Linked DNA regions of Scylla paramamosain: region 2 is linked to region 1. Evidence: chromatin contacts called from public Hi-C data. All regions are on one chromosome and are shown on one strand. The core of a region is the stretch at or near the end of the contact, and the rest is flanking DNA. Distances in the headings are between cores, read along the strand shown. Region 1 holds the start of LOC135113347 (zinc finger protein 358-like). Region 2 has its middle 18 kb from the start of LOC135113350.

Evidence for each region. A called contact is a pair of places that touch in the nucleus more often than the background predicts.
Region 2: a contact with region 1 is called in a Hi-C map of testis, with 9 times the contacts expected there. The contact joins the enhancer-like site here to the promoter of LOC135113347 in region 1. A contact is called at or near these places in 2 of 2 Hi-C or Micro-C datasets (muscle and testis).

What each region holds. Positions count from the first base shown.
Region 1 is chr25:21,217,862-21,223,211 of ASM3559412v1, reverse strand. LOC135113347 (zinc finger protein 358-like) reads left to right here and starts at 2,308. Exons shown (of 4, transcript XM_064028594.1): 1 at 2,308-2,732; 2 at 3,883-4,211; 3 at 4,520-4,694; 4 at 5,278-5,350. The coding sequence starts at 3,889.
Region 2 is chr25:21,371,342-21,377,171 of ASM3559412v1, reverse strand. No RefSeq gene overlaps it. Among protein-coding and RNA genes, the nearest start is that of LOC135113350, 18 kb to the left of the region's middle. Within about 2 kb of position 1,536, the one cell type or tissue checked has an H3K27ac peak away from gene starts, as active enhancers do.

The sequences.
Region 1 (5,350 bases), core at 1,059-3,558:
ACAAAAGATGAAGAAAAATAATAAAGCCTTGAGGGGACAGAAGAAAGGGATGATAGAAGTCGTGAAAGGGAAAGAAGCAATGAAAGCAGGAAAGAGGATGATAATAAGAAAAAAAGGATAATACTCGTCACGCAAGAGGAAAGAAGAATAAAAAGAAACAAAGAACACTGAAAGATGATAAAGATTGTGGATAGGAAAGACGTATTAAATCGTGAAACAAGATAGTAAGAAAGGTAATATTAGTCATGTAAGATGGAACGAAGAAAACGAAGAAAACTAAAAAAGAAACGACAAAGAAGAGAAAGATGATAAAGAAGAGAAATATTACGATGAAAAGTCGCAAAAGAATGAAAGAAGGGTGAAAGAAATCGTGAAAGAATAGAAAAGAGAATGACAAAAAAATAAATAAATAAATAAAGTAAGAAAGGATAAAGGAGATTGTGAAAGGAGATTGTGAAAGGAATATAAAACATATATACAGCGAAGAACGAGGAGGAACAATGATAAAAAAAAAAATAAATAAAAAAAATCATTGTTGTTGGAGGAAGACTGAGCTCTCATTATCCTGAAGCATCCACAGTGAAGGAGAAAGAAAAAGAAAGAAGGTAACTCACTGATGGTTCACAAGTGCATGCTACAAAAAAAGAGATGTAAAAAGTGAAGTTTGTTAGAGAGACACGTGTGTGAGAGGCGAGGGGACAAAAGGTGAGGCATAATTCACATGACATATTGAAGGCAACACATTATTAGTACCACACTGATAATTCATAAGTGCGTGCTGTGAGAGACAAAGAAGTAAACATTTGCGATGTAAATTGAAGTGAGACGTGTGTGAGAGAGAGAGAGACTGGTGCTGACCCTATCATCATCTAAGCGAGGGAACAAGGGACAATTATATAACATTTAGCACAGAAAGGCAACGCAGTATTAGTTTATAAGTGCATGGTGCAATAGAGATACATGTATAAGAAGCAGTTGGCCAGATGTTGTGAGGCATGCGAGAGTGAGGCTGGTGTTGACATCATCTAAGCGAGGGAGCAAGAGACAATATAACATTTAGCAAGGGAAGGTAAAAGCAGTAGTAGCTTGTTAGAGAGACATGTAGAATAAATACGTTACTCAGTTAAGTGTTGCGAGGTACATGTAGGGACTGAGGCGTTTGTATCATCATCTAAGCGAGGGATCAAGAGCTACACAACACTTGGAAAGAGAACGGGAGGCAACAAGTAGTTGACTAAATGCGTACTGTGGAAGAGAAAGAAGTAAATAGTTGCTAGGTAAGTTGTAGCGAGGCATGAGAGACTGGCACTGTGTCCCTCCTGTCCTGTGAGCGAGGAGAGACCAAGAGACAGTTACATAACATTTGACAAGGCGGTATAAATTCTCCAAACTCCACACTCTCTTTTCAGGTTCCAGGCTCTGCTGTTGCCACTCGTCACTTAGCACGCCTCGCCAATTCACTCCTGCGGTGGGTTCCCTTCCCCTCTCTACCTCTTGTCCCTCCCCTCCGCCTCACAACAATGCCTCGCCCACACGTCCCCGCCACCCCAGCCTCTATTCATTCAGATGATGGCCCACTCCCACTCCACCACCACCATCACCGCCACTACTACCCCCTCTTGTTTTGGCGAGGGAACTGTCTTCATGCAGCACACAAAGCATGGCATATATACTTGATGCGAAAATAATGAAAAAATAGTTTTCTCTCTCTCTCTCTCTCTCTCTCTCTCTTTCGTGTATTTAATCATTAGGTGTGTGTGTGTGTCTCAGTACGGTGTATTCTTCCTCTTCTCTTCCTGTCATGCACTTAATGATCAGAGGTGTGTGTATGTGTGTGTGTGTGTGTGTGTGTGTGTTCATGCAGCAGTACTGTTCTTGCACACTTGGGGGATTACGGCGCACGGGGCAGCCCATCAGCTCGCGGTTTACACCTGCCCTGCCGATACGTCACAAAAATATACTTGTGTGGGTGTACTCGTGGCGACGTTGCCAAATCTCCCGGTCAGTAAAAAGTGAAGTATGATTTACCCGGTACCGATAACTCCAAAGGTGGAAGGGAATGACAAAGAGGGCAGGTGTGTGTGACCCAAGTGTTCAAGTGCCATTCAGGAGCACGGAATGGCCTGCGTCTGAAAAAAATAAATGTATTGCACCAATGCACCCAGTTAGCTTACACGAGCAAGGCTCCGTCCGCCCCGCGCCGGCCGAGCCACGAGTCCTCAGTTACCTCCTCGCCGCGCTGCCAACGCACGATCAATACAGAATTATACTCACTAACCCCATACCATCCCTACCCACGCAGAGGACAATAAAATAGGTGCGTGTGCAACCCCCCGCAGGTTCCCCCCATTTCCCCCTCCGGACCTCAGGACATGAGGAGGGGGGGAAGGTACATGATGCAGTACGAAAGTGTCAGACGCGGGGTGCCAGTGCGGGCCAAGGTGAGGGCAGTCAGAATCTTCTGCGCTTGTGTGAAGGCGGGGCATATATGTGTGTCCCGAGTGAGAGCCGCAGTAGTATCGCCTGTGCACTTCTTCAGTGAGCATTTGCCCTTTGGACTAGGAGACTACCTCGCTAGTGAACAGTGAGAGACAGACAGTCTGAGCTTCGCCGTGCTTGAGTGAACATGGTGTATTGTGTGTCCCAGTGAAGAAGAGTCTGTGCTACCGCTAACCCTTGCCACTCTCTGGTGACTGGACACACCTCACCACTTCTCTATTTGATCGTTATTGGTGAGTATTGTGACTTATTGACTTACCATCGAAGTGTTTAGTGTAGAACTTTGAGACTTGTGATGATGCGTTAGTTTTGGTGGTGTGCGAGTGAGTGGCTTCCTCTTCTACAACAAACGTCTACACACACACACACACACACACACACACACACACACACAACTTAATATTAAATGGAGAAGTAAAGCATGAATTACTACAAGAATACGGGGAATTAACTTACACAATAAAATCCGTACGTGTGTGTGTGTGTGTGTGTGTGTGTGTGTGAGAGAGAGAGAGAGAGCAAGCAAGCAAGCAGTAAGTGTGAAAGTCTTAGTCTTCAGGGAGCACAAAGGTTCAAGAGGACGAGGCAGAGGCGGAAGTGTTGGGATTAAGAACTTTGGGATTCTCTCTCTCTCTCTCTCTCTCTCTCTCTCTCTCTCTCTCTCTCTCTCTCTCTCTCTCTCTCTCTCTCTCTCTCTCTCTCTCAGCAGTAAGAAAAAAAAAATGAGAATGTCTGAGAGGGCTCGCACGCACACAAACGTCTGACCCACATTTCTAAATAGCCTGGCAAGCATACAAACACACGAGAATTATAAATGCCTTTGCTTGTGATTGCTTTAGGTTGAGAGAGAGAGAGAGATAAGTCATGAAGAAACTCAATGAATATGCAAACGTTTCTTGTCACTTGGTAGTTAACACTCGTTCGTACCAAAACTGCTTGCTTCATTCACGTTCCAAGCAGCACTCGGGTAAATTTAGTAAGGACAAGTTCGTCTCAGGTTTCGTAACATCCCTAATTCAGGTTCTCGCGCGGCCCAGAAGTGACATCATCCAGCCAGTCAGCGTTGGGTGTATATGTATATTCCCTTTAGTTTCTTGCTGTATGTTCGCTTTAGGGTCAGTGGCGCCTCTCGTGCTCAAGGAGGAGTGTAGTGGCAAAGGTTGTAGCGTTTACAGAAACGTGGCAGTCCTGTTCAGGTATTAGAGATTGAGTAAATGTGGTTTCTATATTGATTTACTAAGACTCTAAAGTTCGTGTTGGAGTAAACGTGTGTAAGTTATGATTTAAGAGGTTTTACGAGTGCACATGTGACTCGTGTTAAACAGGTGAATTAAAATAGTTATTATGAAACGATGTTAACCCATCGCCTTTCTTCCCCCACAGATAGTCATGGCCATGCTGCCGCCCGGCCTTGGCTCCTCGTACCCCGTGGCGATGGATATGGACCACGCCTACCCCCCCACCACCATACCGCAGACCCAGGCGCAGCCCCAGTACGTGACACACCCCCAGCCGCAGCTCCAGCCCCAGCCACAGCCCCAGCCCCAGCCCCAGCCCAGCTCCATGGAGCACCCTGAGGGCCCCAGAGAGGCGATGGAGATGCAGAGTGTCTCAGAGCCGCCGTACCAGTGCAAGATCTGCGGGAAGGGCTTTGCTATCCCCGCCAGGCTTGCTCGCCACCACCGCGTCCACACCGGGGAGAAGCCTTTCAAGTGAGTATGCCGGGTGTTGCGTAAGAGAGAGAGAGAATTTCTCAATATGGATGGTCAATTAAGTGAAAAAAAGCTTCGTAGGTTTGTCCCTTTCCGCCTGAGAAGACCTACAAATCATACTAACAATACAAAAACAGTAAAGATTTCTCGATATGGATGATAAGTAAAGGGGCAAACATAGGTACATCACTTTCCACTTGAACAAACCAAAGGAATGAGAGGTAGAGGAGAGGAACAGGAACAGAGAGGCACAGACAACCTCAACCAGTAAAAGACATCCTGTTCTTATGACCTTGCTTTCTCTTCAGGTGTGAATTCTGCGACAAAACCTTCAGCGTCAAGGAGAACCTCAATGTGCATCGCCGCATCCACACCAAGGAACGACCCTACAAGTGTAACATCTGCGATCGCTCCTTCGAACACTCCGGCAAGCTGCACCGCCACATGCGAACCCACACCGGAGAGCGGCCCCATAAGTGCGAGGTGTGTACCGGCCTGGTCTGCCTGTCTGATTGCTTGTCTTCGTGCTGGGGCTGGGGACTGGTTAGGCGTGTTTCTTGGAAGGACGGAGCGGCTTGGGTTAGCTTGTGAAGGAATTTATCTGGGTTTTGGATGGGTTTGGTGGGTTCAGGTGTTTTCAGGAATAGGTAGGGTGGTTTCTTGTGGTGTAATGGGTTCGGATAGGGTGTTAAGGGGTTTAGTTTGATGTGATGGGTTTGGATGGCTATTTAAAAGTTGAATAGTCAAGTTTGTTCCTCGTTTGGTGTATCTGTTGACTATGGCATTTCAATAATCCAGTAATGCTAGAACTTAACGGGCAATAAAAGTTTAAAACTATTTTATTACTCGCTAATTTTGCAGTCAGTGGTGGATTATTCTTAAAGTTTGTACTGCAGTCTGTTGCTGAGGCAATACCAATAGATATTGAAGATTTAATTGGTGAGGATAACATCTAAAAGGTTAAATTGCGCAGATAGAGATAGCTTATGTTAGCGGTGAGGTTGTTTGGTGAACAAATGTGGTGTGTGTCTGGCTTGCGTAACGTGGCGTGTTGTTATTGTTGCAGGTGTGCGGCAAGACATTCGTGCAGTCTGGCCAGCTGGTGATCCATATGCGCGCCCACACTGGAGAGAAGCCAT
Region 2 (5,830 bases), core at 287-2,786, 150 kb before region 1:
TATTATATATGTTCTCTTCTACCTTTTTCCTCTCCTTTTCCCATGCCCCCTTTTCTCCACCTTACTTCCTTCCTCCCTCTTTCATTTCTCTTATTCTCTTCTCCCTACCTACTCTTTTGCTTCATCTCCCTTGTTTTCTCCTCCACCTCACTTCCCTCCTTTTTCCATTTCCTATTCTCTCCTTCCTACCTCCTCTTATATCACCTCTCTTTTCCCAGTCCTTCACAAGAAAAGACACCAAGACAACACCATCACTACCATCACTTACTCATTCACACATTTCACAACCCCCCACCACCCCCTGAACACTTCCACGAACTTGGCCGGCTCGCTTAGCTAAGGTCAGTGAAAGACTCTATCTGGCCTTGAGGTTCCCCGAAGTGTTCACATGCGAGAATCAACTGTACCTCTGAAATTCCGGGAAGGTTTCAAGAAGAGGCGCAAACGTCACACCAAGGAAAGTTGGAGTGTCTAAACTATCTGACGGGGTATGAAAGACTGGGGAAGGATATAGCGGTTACTAGGGAATACAAAGAGTGTAATGTTAGCGTGTGTTGTGAAGTGGCACACTAGAGAATACAAAGGAAGAGTTAATGGCAGTTGTTGATTATGTCTGTTGTGAGGTTGCTTGTGATGTGTTTAGTTAAGAGAGAGAGAGAGAGAGAGAGAGAGAGAGAGAGAGAGAGAGAGAGAGAGAGAGAGAGAGAGAGAGAGAGAGAGAGAGAGAATGATATGGGTTAGGTAATCTGTTATATAACTCTTTTCTTACGTAAAAAAAAACCCTCAGAGTCGTTTTATCAGTCTTTGTAATAGTAGCTGCAGTTGTAGCCATGTTGACACCACCGCTACTACTACTATGACCACCACCACCACCATTAACAACAACAACAGCAGCAGCAGCAGTAACAATCACCCCACCAGGCACATTCACACCATTTCCCTCTCCATCCCCTTAACACACACACACACACACACACACACACACACACACATACAGACTGGAACAGCAGGATGGTGACAGAGGAGGAGGAAGAGAAGGAGGAGGAGGAGGAGGAGGAGGAGGGGAGGAGGAACAGGAGGAGGAGGAGGAGGGGAGATTGTTAAAAAGATAAAAAAAAAAAAGAAAACAGCACTGTTTTTTTTTTTTTTGAGGGGGGGGAGAGGGGAGTTTATTCCAGGTCATGTGGTGCGGCAGGAAGTTTGAGGCGCGGACGGGGAGGAGACACTGGGGAGAGAGGTGAGAGCGGGAGAAGGGGAATGTTATGACAAAATCTGCCACGTGTAAGGCCAAAGCTCGGACGGCGCGGGGCGGACGGAGCCGTGGCTTCTTGCGGACACTAGACGCCACGTGCGGTCTCCCCCCTGCTGGCTCCGCCTCGCCTCTCTCCTCTCCCTGTGGTCGCTCTCGCCTTCCTCTCTCTCCGTGCTGGTGGAGGCCGATCCCCACCGCCTACCACAAGCCCTTCACCACTACCCAGACCAGCCTATGAGCCAGCTAGCCCAAGGTTTTCCTACCACCACAGCATTTGAGTGGTCCTAGATTCTGTGTGCTTGTTTTGGTTGCTTGCCTGCCTGCTTGAGTAGGGTGTCATCTAGGGTTTTCTGACTTAACTAGACTTCCCTGTGTCTTGTCTTTAATTACTATAGTGTTTATTAGGTTTGCTTGCCTGCTTGTTGGTAATGTGTCTAGCATCACAGTCTGGGGATTTCTCTCTCTCTTATATTCTGTTCCCCCCCGTGATGTCCTAATTCTTACCGCCGTAGTGTCAGTGTTTCTCTTGCTTGTTGGGAATGTTTTGTATCACATTCTAGGGTTTTCTGTTCTTGTTATACTTTCCTGGTCCATTCCTGTGTGTTATCTCTTACAACAATAATATTTAGTGTCCTTGTTTTGATTACACCCTTGTTTAAAATTTGTCAGGTGTCATATTCTGGGATTCTCTTTCCTTGCCATGCTTCCTCCTGCCTCCTTTCCCTCCTCCTGTCTCTCTCCGTGCTTATGTTAATCTCTCTTAAAGATTTTCTACCACCGTAGTGTTCAGTGTGGTTGTATGGCTTGTATGTTGTATGGTTGTATGGCTTGCTCACTGCTCTAAAATTAGTATGGTATCATATTGTTTTCTCTCCTTGGTATACTTTTCTTTTTCCTTCCTTCTCTCTCGTGTACTTATTTTTGTTTTCTACCGCCATTATGTTCAGTGTACTTGTTTTGCTTACGCGCTTGTTTAAAATTAGTGCAGTATCATATTCTGGTGTTTTCTCTCCCTGCCATGCCTTGTTCTCTCCTGTCTCTCTGTGCTTTAAGTCGAGTTCTCTTTAAGGAATTTACACCGCCATAATGTTTTACTGTGCTTGCTTTTCCTGCTCACTTCTTGAAAATTAAGTGTAACCACATCTCCCCCATTCTCTCTCTCTCTCTCTCTCTCTCTCTCTCTCTCTCTCTCTCTCTCTCTCTCTCTCTCTCTCTCTCTCTCTCTCTCTCTCTCTCTCTCTCATGCTTCCCTGTTCCCTCCTTCTGTCTCGTCGTGCCTAACTTATTCTCTCCTCAGGATTTTCCACCACTACAGTAATCAGTGCATTCACATTTCTCACTGCATCCTTTCTCTAATCTAACCTCAGACTACCCGCTTTTTCCCCTCACCAAACCTCGCAACTCTAACCTAAAACTACCCATCTGTCTGTCTGTCTGCGTGTTTGTCTATCGGTGCATTAACTCCATCGCCGCCTGACTTCCCTTGACATCCAGGCGGCGATGAGTGTACAACTTTCTATTCCTTCCCCACAAGCCCCTCCCGTGAGCACCTTCCCCAGGCTCGCCACACGCACACCCCTTCATTGCACGTCACACCTCTCAGAACTCTTACGTTTCAGCCTCTCAGCAGTGCATGACGCAGCTCGCGCAGACGTCACCGGACTTTCTAAATGTTTGCGCGTTGATCTGCGTGTTCTCTCGTCTCTTCCCTCGCCCTTCACGGTATAAACACGCAGTATCAATCCTCACATCCTAACAGCACGTTTTTTTTTTTTTTTTATAACAATCTTTCTAAACATTATCGTGTTGATATGCGTGTTCTCTCGTCTCGTCTCTTTCGCCCTTCACGGTCTAAACACGCAATTACAATCCTCACTTAGCCTAAGAACATGTATTCTGTAATATAATATTTCTAAACATCGGCCTTTCTAAACATCTGCGTATTGATCTGTGTTTTCTCGTCTCCTCGCCTCGCCCTTCACGGTTAGATATGCAATTTCTGTATTTTCTCAGCTAGTTATTCTTTACCTTGCCTAACTAATAACTCCTTTTAAAACATCTTTCTGTTTTTCAGCCTGTTCTTTCTTATCTTCCTTCGCCTGTTACAGTTACACACGCGATCCCTATATTTCTTTCACTAGCTAAAGCCTTATTCTCCCTAACTTAAAGCACCGTTTTCTTAACCAGTCTTTCTAAACATTTGTCTGTTCTCTGCGTGTTTATCTGCGTGTTCTTTCTGTCTCTCTCCTTTCATGGTTAAATACGTAATTTCTCTTACTTCCTCCAATAGCCTAGCCTTACTTTGCTGGAGTAACAACACTTTTTCCCTAACCAACCTTTCTAAACTTCCGCGTGCTCCTGTCTCTCCCTCTTCACTGTATACACACATAATTCCTTGTTAGCCATATTAACTAGCCTGTATTTTCTCCACTAATTAATTAAGGTGGTATGGGTATTTGGAAAGAATGAGAGTAGAAAAAAGATGCAAGAAGATGCTGGGAGTGGATGCCATGGGGGAAGACCAAGAGGAAAACGGAGAGATGGAAAGAAACAGTTAAAGAAGCCCTCGGAAGGCGCGCTCTACCGAACATTGGAAGACTGAGAGGAGGAAGTCTAAGATTGAGCCAGATGGGGAAACAAATTGGTGCCACTGAGAAACGTAGCCTACTTTGGGAGCTGATAGAAGTAAGCAATTAACAATCCAACTAACTGACTACTAGTACCAGCAGGTCCCTTCCCTCTGGCATTCTCTACACTATTTGAAGTGGGTTACAGTGTTTTATTGGCAGGACCTCAGCACCTGATTAGAATCAACAGCTCAGGTCTTGTCCTTCTTTCTGTTCTGGCCTTGTGGTGCTTCATCGAGTGACGGACGCCCTGACTTCTCACACACACACACACACACACACACACACACACACACACAGAGAGAGAGAGAGAGAGAGAGAGAGAGAGAGAGAGAGAGAGAGAGAGAGAGAGAGAGAGAGAGAGAGAGAGAGAATCAGTACTAATAGCAGGAGAGGAAAAACACATGCCTCCCCACGCTTCTCTCGCCTCCCTGACCTCCATCTAGGCTCTCGCTCTTTGGCTAGGCTATGTGGGCCTTGAAACCCTCACCAACAACCCCCCTCTCTCCCTCTCCCTCTCTCCTTCTCCCTCTCCCTCTCTCTCTCATACGTTGTTCCTATTTTGCTGGCAGACTAAATGGATAGGGTCATTATTTGGATTACTCTTGTTTGCTGAGAGAGAGAGAGAGAGAGAGAGAGAGAGAGAGAGAGAGAGAGAGAGAGAGAGAGAGAGAGAGAGAGAGAGAGAGAGAGAGAGAGAGAGAGAGAGAGAGAGAATGAAAGAAAACGATAAAAAAGCGAAAAGTACACACACACACACACACACACACACACACACACACACACAGAGAGAGAGAGAGAGAGAGAGAGAGAGAGAGAGAGAGAGAGAGAGAGAGAGAGAGAGAGAGCCAGGCCTGCATGACATTTATAGCTTGTGTTTTCCAGGTAAATGCTTATCTGCACACCTCAGCTAACTGCGTCTTTGAAAAGTACACATGCCACTGATTCCACGAAGCGAGAGTGACCAGACCTTAGACTTGTAAGGTGAATGAGAAAAGAGGAAAAAAAAAAAAAAAAACTGGAAGAAGTTATTAGATCTTAGAAGTTTCTACGTAAAGTTAATGAGATGAAAAGGAAGAAGAAAAAGAAGTAGTAGTAGAAGAAGTAGATAAAGAAGGAAAGGAAGAAAAGAAAAGAGAAGGAGGAGGAGGAGGAGGAAGACGAAGAAGTGATCAGATCTGAGAATCTTCTTAGTAAAGTTAACGAAAAAAATAAAGACTAACTAACCAACTAACCGACTAACTAACAAACTAACTAAAAACTAACTAATTAAAGATCCTGAACCGACTCAATCAACTTTCTCTTACTGGAATTTAAGGAATTTTTCTTCTCAATGGGATTGTTATGTATCTGTCACTTTCTTTTTAGTCTGAAAGGAGGAGGAGAAGGAGGAAGTAGAAGAAGAAAGTTTAGAGGAGGAGGAGAAAAGATAGATATATTTCCTTAACTAACTAAATAACTAAACAAAGATCATGAATCATTCCAAGCTTGTTCCTTTTAATGGAATTGGAGCACTTTCATTTATTTCTTAGGGGAGGAGGAAGCAGAAGAAGAATAAAGTTAAGAGGAGGAGGAGGAGGAGAGAAAGGATATCATTAAATTTGGAAGTGTTATTTAAGGAGCGGAAATTCTTTGGCTTGGTTTACGCGGGGAGGCTGAAAATAATACTTCCTTGTTACTTGGTGGGACGTTTTAAACCATTCACCGCCATATGCAACAGTTCATTGCAGTGAACACAGGAACATAAGAACATAAGGGAAGCTGCAAGATGCCATCAGGCCTACACGTGGCAGTCCCTGTATGAAACACACCTACCTATTTCCATCTATCATCACCATCCATAAATTTGTCTAATCTTTTTTTTTTAAGTTTCTTAATGACTCAGCGCTAAGAGCTTGACTACTGAGTCCATTCCATTCATCTATCACTCTATTTGAGAACAAATTCCTTA